Linked DNA regions of Sus scrofa: region 2 is linked to region 1. The links are chromatin contacts, called in public HiChIP or PLAC-seq maps. All regions are on one chromosome and are shown on one strand. Each heading gives the region's core, a stretch centred on a gene start, on an enhancer-like site or on the middle of the called end of the contact. The rest is flanking DNA. Distances are from core to core; before and after follow the strand shown.

What was found. HiChIP or PLAC-seq counts read pairs in DNA pulled down with a chosen protein or histone mark.
Region 2: an H3K27ac HiChIP or PLAC-seq map of alveolar macrophages shows a contact between it and region 1. The contact joins two enhancer-like sites.

What each region holds. Positions count from the first base shown.
Region 1 is chr13:51,122,839-51,129,010 of Sscrofa11.1, reverse strand. No RefSeq gene overlaps it. Among named protein-coding and RNA genes, the nearest start is that of FRMD4B, 150 kb to the right of the region's middle. Within about 2 kb of position 2,255, at least 3 of the 83 cell types and tissues checked have an H3K27ac peak or open chromatin away from gene starts, as enhancers often do. A contact at or near this core is called in alveolar macrophages, where this site is marked.
Region 2 is chr13:51,277,974-51,284,145 of Sscrofa11.1, reverse strand. It overlaps a transcript of MITF not described here. Among named protein-coding and RNA genes, the nearest start is that of MITF, 100 kb to the left of the region's middle. Within about 2 kb of position 3,390, at least 10 of the 83 cell types and tissues checked have an H3K27ac peak or open chromatin away from gene starts, as enhancers often do. A contact at or near this core is called in alveolar macrophages, where this site is marked.

The sequences.
Region 1 (6,172 bases), core at 1,006-3,505:
GCTCAGTGGTGAACAAAGCGGAGGAGCATCCATGAGGATGAAGGTTCGATCCCTGGCCTTGCTCAATGGGTTAAGGATCCAGTTCTGCCCTGAGCTGTGGTATAGGTTGTAGACACAGCTTGGATCCAGAGTTGCTGTGGCTGTGGCATAGGCTGGCAGCTGCAGCTCTGATTTGACCCCTAGCTTGGGAACTTGCATGTGCCACAGGTGCGTCCCCACAAAGACAAAAGACAAAAAAAAAAACAAACAAACAAACAAAAAAAAACAAACCTCAAGCTTTAGGATCAGAGGAGCTGGGGGTTGAATACTGTATCATCCACTTAGCCATCCATTTCCTTATCTGAGGTGACAATGAAAGGAGTTGATCCTAGGAAGTGCTTACAATAGTTGCTGGCATGGGGTGAACCTAATTTAGTGTTTGTTTGTTGTTGTCATAAACATTCTACAATTAGGAAAATAAACCCAAGCCTCAGATATTTGAGGAAAACCAATAAAGGGAAAAGCCAAGACAAATGAATAGAACAACTGGATCTCCAAGGAACATTTAGAGAATCACTCAGGGAATAGATGAGATTAGCACATTTCAATAAATAACATTAATAATATTCAAGAAAATACTGTACTCGTAAAAAAAGTAAATGCATAAACAGGGGATGCAAGACAGTACAAGATACAACCAATAAAACTAAGGTAGAGCCCCAGATTCTCCAGGTTTCACCAGTTTCACAGACACATAGCAGCATCCTGGGCCTCAGCCCACCTAACACTGTAGCAACTGCCAGGCAATTATACTCTGTTTGGTCAACCAGTTACACTCTATAGCACTGGCTTCTCCCATAATTTCTGGAAATGGTGGGCATTCTGGCTTCTCTCAGAAGGGATGGTTGACATAACTAGTGTGGGGGGGGCAAACCCCCTTTCTTCCAACATGTGAGCAGAGAGATGGGAGATTTATGATGTAAGAGGGCTATGAACAGAAACAATAGAAAATAGTCACCCTAGCTGAATTCAATATCTGCTTATTATCTAGGTCTTTCTAAATTTCCCTCCTTGACAGTACCAATTAGCTACATCTCACATAGAGATTTATAGTCTGACAAGTCTGAAACCCTGGTAACCCTCGTTCAGTGGGTTGAGGATCCAGCGTTGCCGTGAGCTGTGGTGTGGGTTGCAGACGTGGCTCGGATCCCATGTTGCTGTTGCTCTGGCGTAGGCCAGCAGCTGCAGCTCTGATTAGACCCCTAGCCTGGGAACCTCTGTATGCCGCGGGAACGGCCCAAGAAATGGCAAAAAGACACACACACACAAAAATAATAATAATAATATATACCTTCCGTTGTTTGAATATTGATTATGTATGATATTTATGAATGAAGTTATTTTGGGAAGGAATCTGACACAACAATATAGACAGTGCTCAGCATGGAGTGAGCACATGATTAAGGATTAAATGACACTACATGTGTAAAGCATTTAGCACAGTGCTTGGTGCCACTCACTAAATACGGTTATTACTTTCATCTTGATATTACTGATTTTTGAGGTTCTAGCTTTCAATTAACTGAATCACATCCCACATGCAACTTTCATGAACACATCTAAAAAAAGTTCCGTCCTAAGTTCCCATTGTGGTGCAGCAGAAATGAATCTGACTAGTGTTCATGAGGATGCAGGTTCAATCCCTGGCCTTGCTCAGTGGGTCGGGGATCCAGCACTGCCATGAGCTGTGGTGTAGGTCTCAATCGTGGCTCGGATTCCTTGTTGCCGTGGCTGTGTTGTAGGCTGGCAGTTGTAGCTCTAATTCGAGCCCTGGCCTAGGAACTTCCACATGCCATGAGTTCGGCCCTAAAAAGTTAAAAAAAAAAAAAAAAAAAAAAGTTCCTTCCTTCTACCAAGCCAGAGTCCAAAGATTTTTCAAAGATTTTATGGCAAATTCTCGTTCCCACCTTCACTAGTGTTAAGATTCTGAGCCTCAGCATCTTTATCTGAGAAATGGGGCAAGAACAAGACGAAGCACAGAAAATGTAAATGCAACAATGCACCTAGTACGTGGCATATAGTAACATCATAAAAGCCACTGCTATTGCTGTTGTTACAAAGAGCCACAAATCTATACCCATATAACATCTTGAATAAGAAAGAAATACCTTGACAATCCCTCAGGTCGAAGGCAGATTTCTTGAGGCCTTCTTCTGCAATTGGGAAGCACAATGCCTTCATTGTCCGAATTCCCCAAGGCTGCTGTCATCACTAGGATCTGCTGCCTCCCTGTGGAATTTCATCGACACAGTCATCAGACTGTCAAAGCTTCTAGGGCAGGATTTCATCACCAAGCCAAGCTCAGAAGATTCTGTAGGCTTCCTAACTGTTTTGTTCCTGGATTATTAGTATTCAGTTCTTTACACAATTGTCCCCTTTTCAATGAGTCCTATGCAGCCTCCTATATTAAAAAAAAAAAAACTCACAACCCCACTTGCTCCCAAACTTTCACACTGTTCTAGTGTTTCCCTTTCTCAATGCTTTTATCACCTTCTAACATGCTACATAATTTATTTATTCTTATGCTTATTATTTATTTTCTGTCTTTCCTGGTTACTTCAGAGGAGGAAAGATTTGGGGGGGTTTGTTTGTTTTTATTTGTTTGGTCTAATTTGATTCCAAGTGCCTAAAATAGCACCTGATACACAGAACTCAGTGTTTCTTGACTGAATGAAAGAATGTATTTCCTGTAACATGACATGACATGCTTGAGAGACTTGAAGATTCTAAGAGTTTAGGTTTCCTGTTTCCTCTGAACTGTGACTGGTCTTTGGTGGCTGCTTTGCTTTCTATGCGCCAAGTTGAAGGAAAGATGGACTCTTTCCTTACCTGTCCCTAACAAAAGCTAATTAGCACAAAGCAATTGTGCAGCCCATGCCCAAAAGAAGCTGGGAACAGCAGAGGGGACCTACCTTTCAGCAAAATACAGCTGTCAAGGAAACTTACCTGTTCTTAGTTTTGCTGAACATCCTCCATGGAAACCTGTCACTGATGTGTCACTGCTAGGGATCCCCCACCGCCAACAATCACCACATTCCCAGACCTCACCCACTTTTTCTTTCTCACAGTTTGCTTACAACCTCTTCCTAAATGTTTGTGTTTTGAGCTTCTAAATGAACTCCATGCCTATATCTGCATTTCCCAAAGCCCAAGAGGGGGGGTCTGCTCTAGAAATCATCTTGCAGAGGACTTGCACCTTCCTGCCTGGCAAAGCAGCCACAGAACCTTCGACATCTGTTCTTTAATGTAATTACAAAAATCTCAGGTCTGCCTCACCCTCCCCTTTGCTGTCAGTGTGAGGAAGAAGGTAGAAACATTTATCCCACACTGTTGTAACTGTTGGACCAAACCCTTTTTGTTGTTAATTACCTTCTCCCCCTCTGCACCATGCCTAGCATATAGCCTGTGCTCAGTAAATGGAGCCCTTATGAAATGCTCTTCTAGGGGTGAGACCTTTGTGGTTCTGAGAGCAGAATGCAGAAAGCAAAGTCATGCAGGGTCCTCAGCTAAGACAGAGAAATCGGGTGGCACCTCAGTTGGGTTTCCCCAAAGCAGGGCCTGAGACATGGACTGGGGTGCAGCTGGTTTATGTAGGAGCAGGGGGAGGTGGGAGGAGAGTGCTGAGACAGGAGAGGAAGAAAAGCTAATGCCAGGTGGAGAGTAAGTGGGAGAGAGGCTCTAGGCCAAGGGGCTCACCCACACTGGGGAACTTCAGAGGAACCAGGACAAGGAGATGTGGGGGTGCCATTTGTCCACTGACTCCTGACTTTCAATGGCTGGCGTTTGCCTCTGGGGCATAGTAATCCTCATTCGCTCTGCACTTACCCGTTTGTCTTGCTGGAAGTAGAGTCATTGCCACAGCACTGAAGAAAGTCCTAAGGAAGACAGTGGGGCCGTTCCAGCACTTGAACTAGGAGCTCTCATGTGCCAGAGGTCGACTGCCCTATCCCAGCTGCAGAGGATTACAGAGGTGGAGGTGAGCAGGGGGAGGTGGAACAGGCTGAGGATAGCCTCCGTGCTGGGGGGTGGGGGAGGCAAGAGCACTGCATCTCAGTCCTGACTGGCCACTAAATATCATTAGACTAAGAACTTTCCTGTCTGTGCCTTTAACCGTGTCTTTCCTATTATGGGAAAGGGGAAAGGACTACCTTTACCTTGAGCAGGTACTGGTTGTAAATGAATCCCCTGGGAATCCCTGAGCAGGCTCTTCCACTTCACAAGCACCAAGACAAGAGATATTTTTCTCTGTCTACGGACAGGAAAACTAAGACCACAGGAGCTAAAGGGACATTTATGTTCAAGGTCACTCAGCTACTGATGAGAAAAATTAAGCTTTGAGACCAGGACTTTAAAATTCCCCAGTCCTCGCTCTTCCATCGCCCAAGATGAAATGGGGAAAACAAGCACAACCCAATCATAAAGGGAAGCTCTGCTTGCAGAATATTGCAAGGCTGGGCAAGCAGAGGTCCACTCAAGTTGTTGAGGATTTGTGGCTATGCTCAGTCAAGCATGCACTCTTCTTTCCTTCCTTCCTTATTAACTACCCTGCTCACAGCCTCTGTCTTCTTTACTGCTCCTAACACCTGCAGCCAAGAAACCAGTGGTATTTACTCTAAGTGCACGCTGCCTTGAAGCCCTCCATGTGGTGGGGGCCCAGAAGAGCTGGGAGTTGGGTAATTCATTTGCTAAGACTTGAGAAGCTCCACATTTATCTTCCTCAGCTCTACACACATGCACATGAGCGCACGTGCATGCGCACACCCACCAACCCACCAGCTATCTTCCTAACCTTTCCAGCCCAGCAGAGTGAGCTGGGCTGGAAGCAGGATTGGCAGTTCTCTCCTGTGTGTCTGAGACTCAATAGGCCATGAGAAACTTCCAGCAGGACCAGATCCTGAACTAATAGAATTCATGTTATTTGGATGTTTCTCTGTTTTTCTGTTAACTTTCCTTTTCAAGGGATATTTTTATGAGTCATTGGCTGGCTTGTCTTCTCCCAAGTCATCTGATTTCCATTTAGATGCTGTTCCAGCTTCCAGTGCATTTTCTTTTACAGCCATTTGAGTTGGACTTAATTGGTCTGGTACAGGCTTTTGCTGAAGTTTTTATATGCCTGATTGTTTTATGGGTGCTGGATTTCTGAGATTGGCTTGCTTTAGCCTGGTCCACATTTTCTTGTGTATTTTCTCCCTTTTCATCCCCTTCTCCTCTACTGTTTTGCAATCAACCAACTCTAAATCTTCATAGATACTTCACTTGATTTTTCCTCGTTGAGTTTTACTGTTTTCCAAGTGTTCGTTTTTCATTGATTTCTCACTGTACCTTGTTTGTTCCTCTCCTGCTTTGGGACTTTGCTGAGGGAGTGATGGTTTTTCAGCCTCCAGGTCAGTGGTGCTATAAGTTGTATGTCCATACGTCCTTGTTTGTCTTGGACAGTCCTGGGTGTGGCCTGCTGGTACAGTGTCTGTTCCAAGTATCCCTGTGAAGATGTCCCACTTGGGAGGATCAATTACTTGGTCACCCTACCACAGAGTGGGTTTGTTCCACTTTATCTTGCAGACTAGGGCCGAACACACTTGAATCCTCTGGGTCCAAGGACTGAAAATCCATCCTGCCTGTTATTCTCTATGAGTTTACCTCTCCCTTTCTTTTCCTGAGGTTACATATCAGGGTAAAGTTGTTGATTTAAACTGGTGATTAGGCATCCACTTAAAACATGCCCTTCAGAATGGATGGTAACTGATTAGAGGTGGGAAGTGGGAAAAGGGAGGGAATGGTACAGCAATAGACCTATTGGTTCCTTTAAACTGAGGTACTCAAATTAAATCTGCCATATCCTAATTTCCATTTGCATATTTTCCATGAAAATAGGAAATCCTAGGGTCCTTTCCTCTATTCATGCATCTGAAAGGGCTTTCCATGGCTGACCTGGACTTGAATTCCAGTTTCTTCTCTTCCTAACTGCCCAATATCAAACAAATCACTAAAGCTCTTCTACCACTTGAAAATGCAGGGAGTTCCCATTGTGACTCAGAGGTACCGAACCTAACAGGTATCCATGAGGATGCAGGTTTGATCCCTGTCCAAGGATCTGGTATTGCTGTGGCTGTGGCATAGGCTGGCAGCTGCAGCT
Region 2 (6,172 bases), core at 2,141-4,640, 150 kb before region 1:
TATTTGAATATTTCCATATGGTAAATACACATATTAAACTGTCATGAAGACTGCCTACTAATTTTCCCTCTTTATTTCTTCCAGTAAGGTTATTTTAAGATGTGTGTGTGTGTGTGTGTGTGTGTGTGTGAGAGAGAGAGAGAGAGAGAGAGAGAGAGAGAGAGTATGGGTTTAAGAGTTTAACAAATTCTGAGGAAGATATAGATGGACATAGATACAGACACATACATATATGTGTGTGTGTGTATGCATATGTATCAAGACTGAACGCAAATATATATATATATATTTCTTTCCCACAAAATGTAAAATAGATATGCTATTCTATATATTTAAGTTAAATGCCCTAACAAGCAAGTAGGCGTAAAAGGCTGTTTGGGGTTGTGTTGTCTCTTGCCATGTGATGAGATGCTGAGAAACACTAAGAAATGAGGGCAATAAGGACAAAATCAAAAGACTCTAGATAATCCACACACATGTGCTTTGAAATCGCTGATAACTGATTTTACTCTCCTCTTAAAAAATGAAATAATAATAATTTTTAAAAATTGTAGGAGTTCTCCTGTGGAGGGTGGTATTGTCACTGCTGTGGCTCGAACTCTATTGTGGCATGCATTTGATCTCTGGCCCAGGAACTTCCACATGCTGCAGGCAAGGCCAAAAAAATAAAAAAAGAATGAGGAAGAAGGTGGTCTTAAAAAAAAAAAAAAAAAAAATTAAGCTACTTAGCTGAGGCATATGCAGGGTCCAAACCAGGGGAGGGTAGGAAGGCCGGAAAAGGTCACAGGGTTCCATCTCCAGCCATTCAGGAGCCCATTTCCCCATGTCACGCTTCTGTCTAATTGCTGAAGTCCACTGTCTCACTATCCTGTTCAGCGGAAACTGGCACAACACTGTAAATCAACTATACTTTAATTAAAAAAAATAATAATAATCCACCACCAACTTCCATTAAAAAAAAAAAAACCCAAAGCTTGTAGTTATCCAATAAAGGACTGTAGAGGCTAACAAAAAGAAAGAAAGAAAGAAAGAAAGAAAGAAAGAAAGAAAGAAAGAAAGAAAGAAAGAAAGAGAAAGAGAGAGAGAGAGAGAAAGAAAGAAAAAAGAAAAAGCCCACTGTCAGAGTTCCTGTCATGGCTCAGTGGTTATCGAATCCAACTAGAAACCATGAGGTTGAGGGTTTGATCCCTGGCCTTGCTCAGTGGGTTAAGGATCTGGCATTACTGTGGTATAGGTTGCAGACGCGGCTAGGATCCCAGGTGGCTATGGCTCTGGCGTAGGATGGCGGCTACAGCTCTGATTCGACCCCTAGCCTGGGAACCTCCACATGCCATGCCATGGGAGCAGCCCAAGAAATGGTAAAAAGACCAAAAAAAAAAAAAAAAAAAAAAAAAAAGCCCACTGTCTGTTATGATAACCATCCACTTCCAGGTGGCAGGCAAGCCTTCGGTCAAGATTCCTTGTCCCTTCCAAAGCAGCTGTGTGTGTGTGACATGGTGCAGGAAATGTTCCAGCTCACCCTGGGCAAGAGCTTCCCTCTCACCCCAGAGTACTTCACCTTGGTACACTGAAGAGGCTGCACTTGAGAAGGGAAGACAGTGAACCCCAGAACTTTTCCACCAAAGCACATCTCAGCGGAGGAGCAACACTCTTGCAGGGAGCGTGGGAAGCAGGGCCTAAAGCCCGGTCTGAATCCACCATCATCAAGGGAGAGGTCTCCCAGCAGCCTCACATCTACTCTGTAATATACCCTTGCTTTGATCAGCAGGAAACAGTGTCTAAATGACTGACCTGCTGCATTATGGAAACTTCTGCAACCCTACCCCAAATACTCAAGAACTGCTGATGCTCTAAAAGATGGACCACATTAACCTCCCATTTCATGCAGCCCTCGGCACAGAGCTTCAGACTCCCACTAAGAATCCCAGTGCTTCGATTTATTTTAAAGTCCTGATGTGAATGTTTTCATTAAAAAAAAAAATCACCTGAAAGTCCCTTACTTCTTTTTATACATCAGGCTTTCTTGAGGTAGGACTACATTTGGAGCAGATCAATTTCCTCCTTCGTGGGTACTGAACACTGCTGAATGGAAATGCTGAAGCAAGTTCCCTTCTGAGCCTGCAGAGATGTCACCGCCACTGGGAAAAGCTATGGGCCACTGACATGCCCCAGCCCTCACATCACAGTGACCTCCTTCAGCCTGAGAACTGAGGCGGGAGAGAGGCAATATATCTAGAACCATCCTGGCAGAGGATATGATTAGGCTCCTCCAGCCACCTCCCTGGCCCCCACGCCCAGGCTCCATTGCACGCTCTTCCATTTAGAGAGCTATCAGACCCCATTATTCACCAGAGTGTCCTAAAAAGATTTAAAGAAAAGTCCTCAACTGTACTAAATACCGGAAGGAAAAAAAAAAAAAAAAAAAAAAAAGGAGCCACAAAATGAAAACTACCCTTTAAAAGTAGCTACGGTTAAACATTAAAAAAAAAAAAAAATCACATGATTTTGCTCCTCATACTACAGCTAATGAAAAGGGGCATTTAACATCCAGTGGGAAAAGCGGTGTTTTATAATTTCATCCACAATGACTACAAAGCTCATTTGTAAGAGCTTGGCGAACCCTCACTTCTTCTGCCCTAGAGAACCACATTCTCTGAGGTCAGAATCCAGGAACTTATTCTAATGTTGAGTGTTGTCCTGAGTTCCTTTAAAAGAAAAGAAAGAAAAAAAAAAAAAAAAAAACCAAAAAAATCCACATTGACTGAGGCACGACATTGTTTTAATACAAAAAACAAAGTGCAAGTTGAAACCATTGTAACATGTCATAAAGCATCCGTAATGGCCACTCAGCAAGGACTAAACTATTATTTTTAAGGTCATAAACAAGCACATACAGCACGCTACACTAAATTATTAGAAACATCCTCTTTAAAAGAAAGGGTCACAGAGGGCTCTGGCTCAGTCACACTGCTCTCCACACGCCAGCCGCAGAACTTACATATGACCTTTGCAATTCCCTGTGCCAATCCTTTCAGCACTCAGACATTTCACTTTAAAAATCAGGGAGAGGTGAGGCAAAGCCATAAAAACCAGCAGCAAGGACACTAGAATATGCTGGAATAAGATAACTGTCTTTCTCACAGAAGAAATGTAGGCATTGCTGAGGAAGAGAATCTAATGCAAAAGGCAACAGTCAGATCTCCTTGACCACTTACACTGTAAACCCAGAAAAGCAAAATCCGACTTACCCTGGGAAGCCATCCTATAGGCTGACTCAGTAAAGCAGCCAGTTGACGAGCCAAAAACAGCTACAAACCAGGGCTCCAAAGACTCAGTGGGTTTAATCCTCTCATGCACCTACTAACCCCTGCTACTATGTGTGCATCTGGCTTTTGTTAAAGCACTTCTGCAAACGTACAGAGGATGAGTAATCGTTCAGACTTGGTAAATCATGCCAAACCCATCACTAATAACAGTAGTTTCATTTACTCATCACATTTTTGAGTGCCTTGATTTTATTTTTTTTAAGCAAAATTAGTGTTTTTTGCTGATGCAAATTCCCCGCCACCAGAGCATGCACACAGTACCCAAGATGCAGTAGGCTGCCCTGTATGTGCATAACTTTTTCTGAGTCCTTTTCAGCAGTAAATGATGACCCAATATGTCAAGGTACAGCCTGCTTGATAATCTGTCTTTAACATTAGTATCACCACTCTTTTCCTAAATAAAATAAAACCTCCAGCCAATGCACTCTTTCATCTCTTTCATTGAAAAGGGCAGTCATTTCATCACAATAATTAGAAATACTGATGAGTGAGAAACACTGAAGCATAAATTCATCTCTCACTGTCTCCTATAATCACTGTTGCAATCTTCCATGTATCATTCCCAAAATTTCTATGTACACAGTATGCATCTGAGTGTGTACACACACACACACACACACACACACACGCACACATGCACACACAAACATACAAGCACTCTTCCAAAAAACTCTTGGGGCCTCATGGATCTTGGACATCAGAATTTTCTAGATTTTGCAAAGATAACAAAGTATACACACAGTCTAAATCCCTAGGGAGGTCAGGACAACAGCTCATAATCAACTGCCTTAAAAATTCTGCCAGAAAATGTGAATATTCAACTAAGAGGGATAATAAAAACTATAAATAGCCTCATGTCATTTCAGGTCAGGTAATTCTGCCAAGTAAGATTTAAAAAAAAAATCATTCAACATTCAGACACTTGAATTTTGGAATTGTGGATAAGGGATTTCAGCCCTGTATTTGTCTCCCAGTTACTTACCAAGTTTTGAAAACTTTATTTTTATTACAAAGGTAATTGTTTAAACATATAGGAATAAAATTAAAGTCATCTCTAAAATCCCTTCACACAGAGAATTGAGCTGTTATTCACTTATGTGTCAAGTGACTCCTGGGAGGACAGACTCTGTGGGGATATGAAAAAATCAAAGCAATTGGAATTCCTACTGTGGCACAACAGGATTGGTGGCATCTCTGGGGCATTGGGACACAGGTTCAGTTCCTGACCTGGCACAGCAGATTAATGACCTGGCATTGCCACAGCTGTGGTGTATGTGGTGTAAGTCACAACTGTGGCTCGGATCTGATCCCTGGCCCAGGAACTCCATATGCAGTGGGGTGGCCAAAAAAAAAAAAAAAAAAAAGAAGTAGGTGGAAAATACTACACGTAGTTCTACAATTGCTAAATAAAAATGTCATAGAAATATTAAAAAACATTAAAGCAAGAGTTCCCTGGTGGCCCAGCAGTTAAGGATTTGGCACTATCACCGCTATGGTGCAGGTTCGGTCCCAGACCCAGGAAAGTGTCACATGCCATAGGCGAGGCCCGAAAAAAAAAAAAAAAATTTTAAGCAAACATAAATCTTATTTTCAAACAAGGTAGAAACTAATACCTGTTTTAAAAAATGAGATGGCAATGTGCTATCAAAGTTTAAAGGAGGTGTCAGGTGAACACATCATCCTTTAAGCTACCTCGAACCTTTTAAGACACTTCTTATGTTTGAAGAATTCTCCTTCTTAGGAGTTTACAGGACAGAGGCAGCTTCGACTCTGCCTCTGCATTTGGAAGCCAAATGTTCACTTTACCAGACTCCCTTGCAGGAAGGATGAGCACATGCCTTAAGGTCTGTGGAAGAGCTATACCTGGGCCTAGCTGGGCAGAACTATATGCTGACAAGGCAAGAAGCAGCTACATCTGGAAGGCCCTGGGTCTAGGGGCCTGGGCACGTGGCTTAATGCTCCATGTTGACAGGACCACTGATGCAAATTGTGGTATCCAGGCCCAGCAGTGGCATCATTAGAACCCCCAGTGGATCAGTGCTACAAAATGTCAGGGGAGGGCTCCCAGTTACTGTGCCTGAGGTCTGCATCTCTGGCCTCCTAGGGCTCCTGGGCTCCTGAAAATCCTTTAATAAACTCTACCTAAATGAAACAGAGTTGAACAAGTAAAGAAATCTGACCGCTACAAGGAAGAAAGTTAACAAGGCAACATGACATAGTAAAAAGAACCAAAGATGAGTGAAAGTCAAAGAGAGTGGCTTTCAAAATTTGACTCTTATCCCCACCCTGTACCAACTGTCTCTAGGCTCATGGACAAGCTTATTAGATTATCTGAACACGCTTTTCCCTACCTTCTTTTTTTTTTTTTTTTTTTTTTTTTTTTTTAAGACTGCACCTGCAGCACATGGAAGTTCCCAGGCTAGGGGTTGAATCAGAGCTGCAGTTGTAGGTTTACATACACTACAGCAATGCCGGCTCCGAGCTGCATCTGCAACCCACACCCCAGCTTGTGGCAACACAGGATCTTTAAACCACTGAGCGAGGCCAGGGATCGAACCCACATCCTCAAGGGCACTATGTCAGGTTCTTAACCTGCTGGGCCATAACAGGAACTCAATTTCCCTATCTTTAAAATAATAATCTGTACCTTGCCAAACTGTTCATGAAAAAGAAATGAGCTCTTTCATTTATCCATTCACTGATTCAAATATTTATTGAGCTTCTATCATGTGCCACACAGTATGCTAAACACCAGATACAAGAGTAGCCAGATGTAGCAAATAAAACTACAGGTCATCAAACTAAATTTGAGTTTCAAAAATTAACCACAAATATTTCAGTATAGC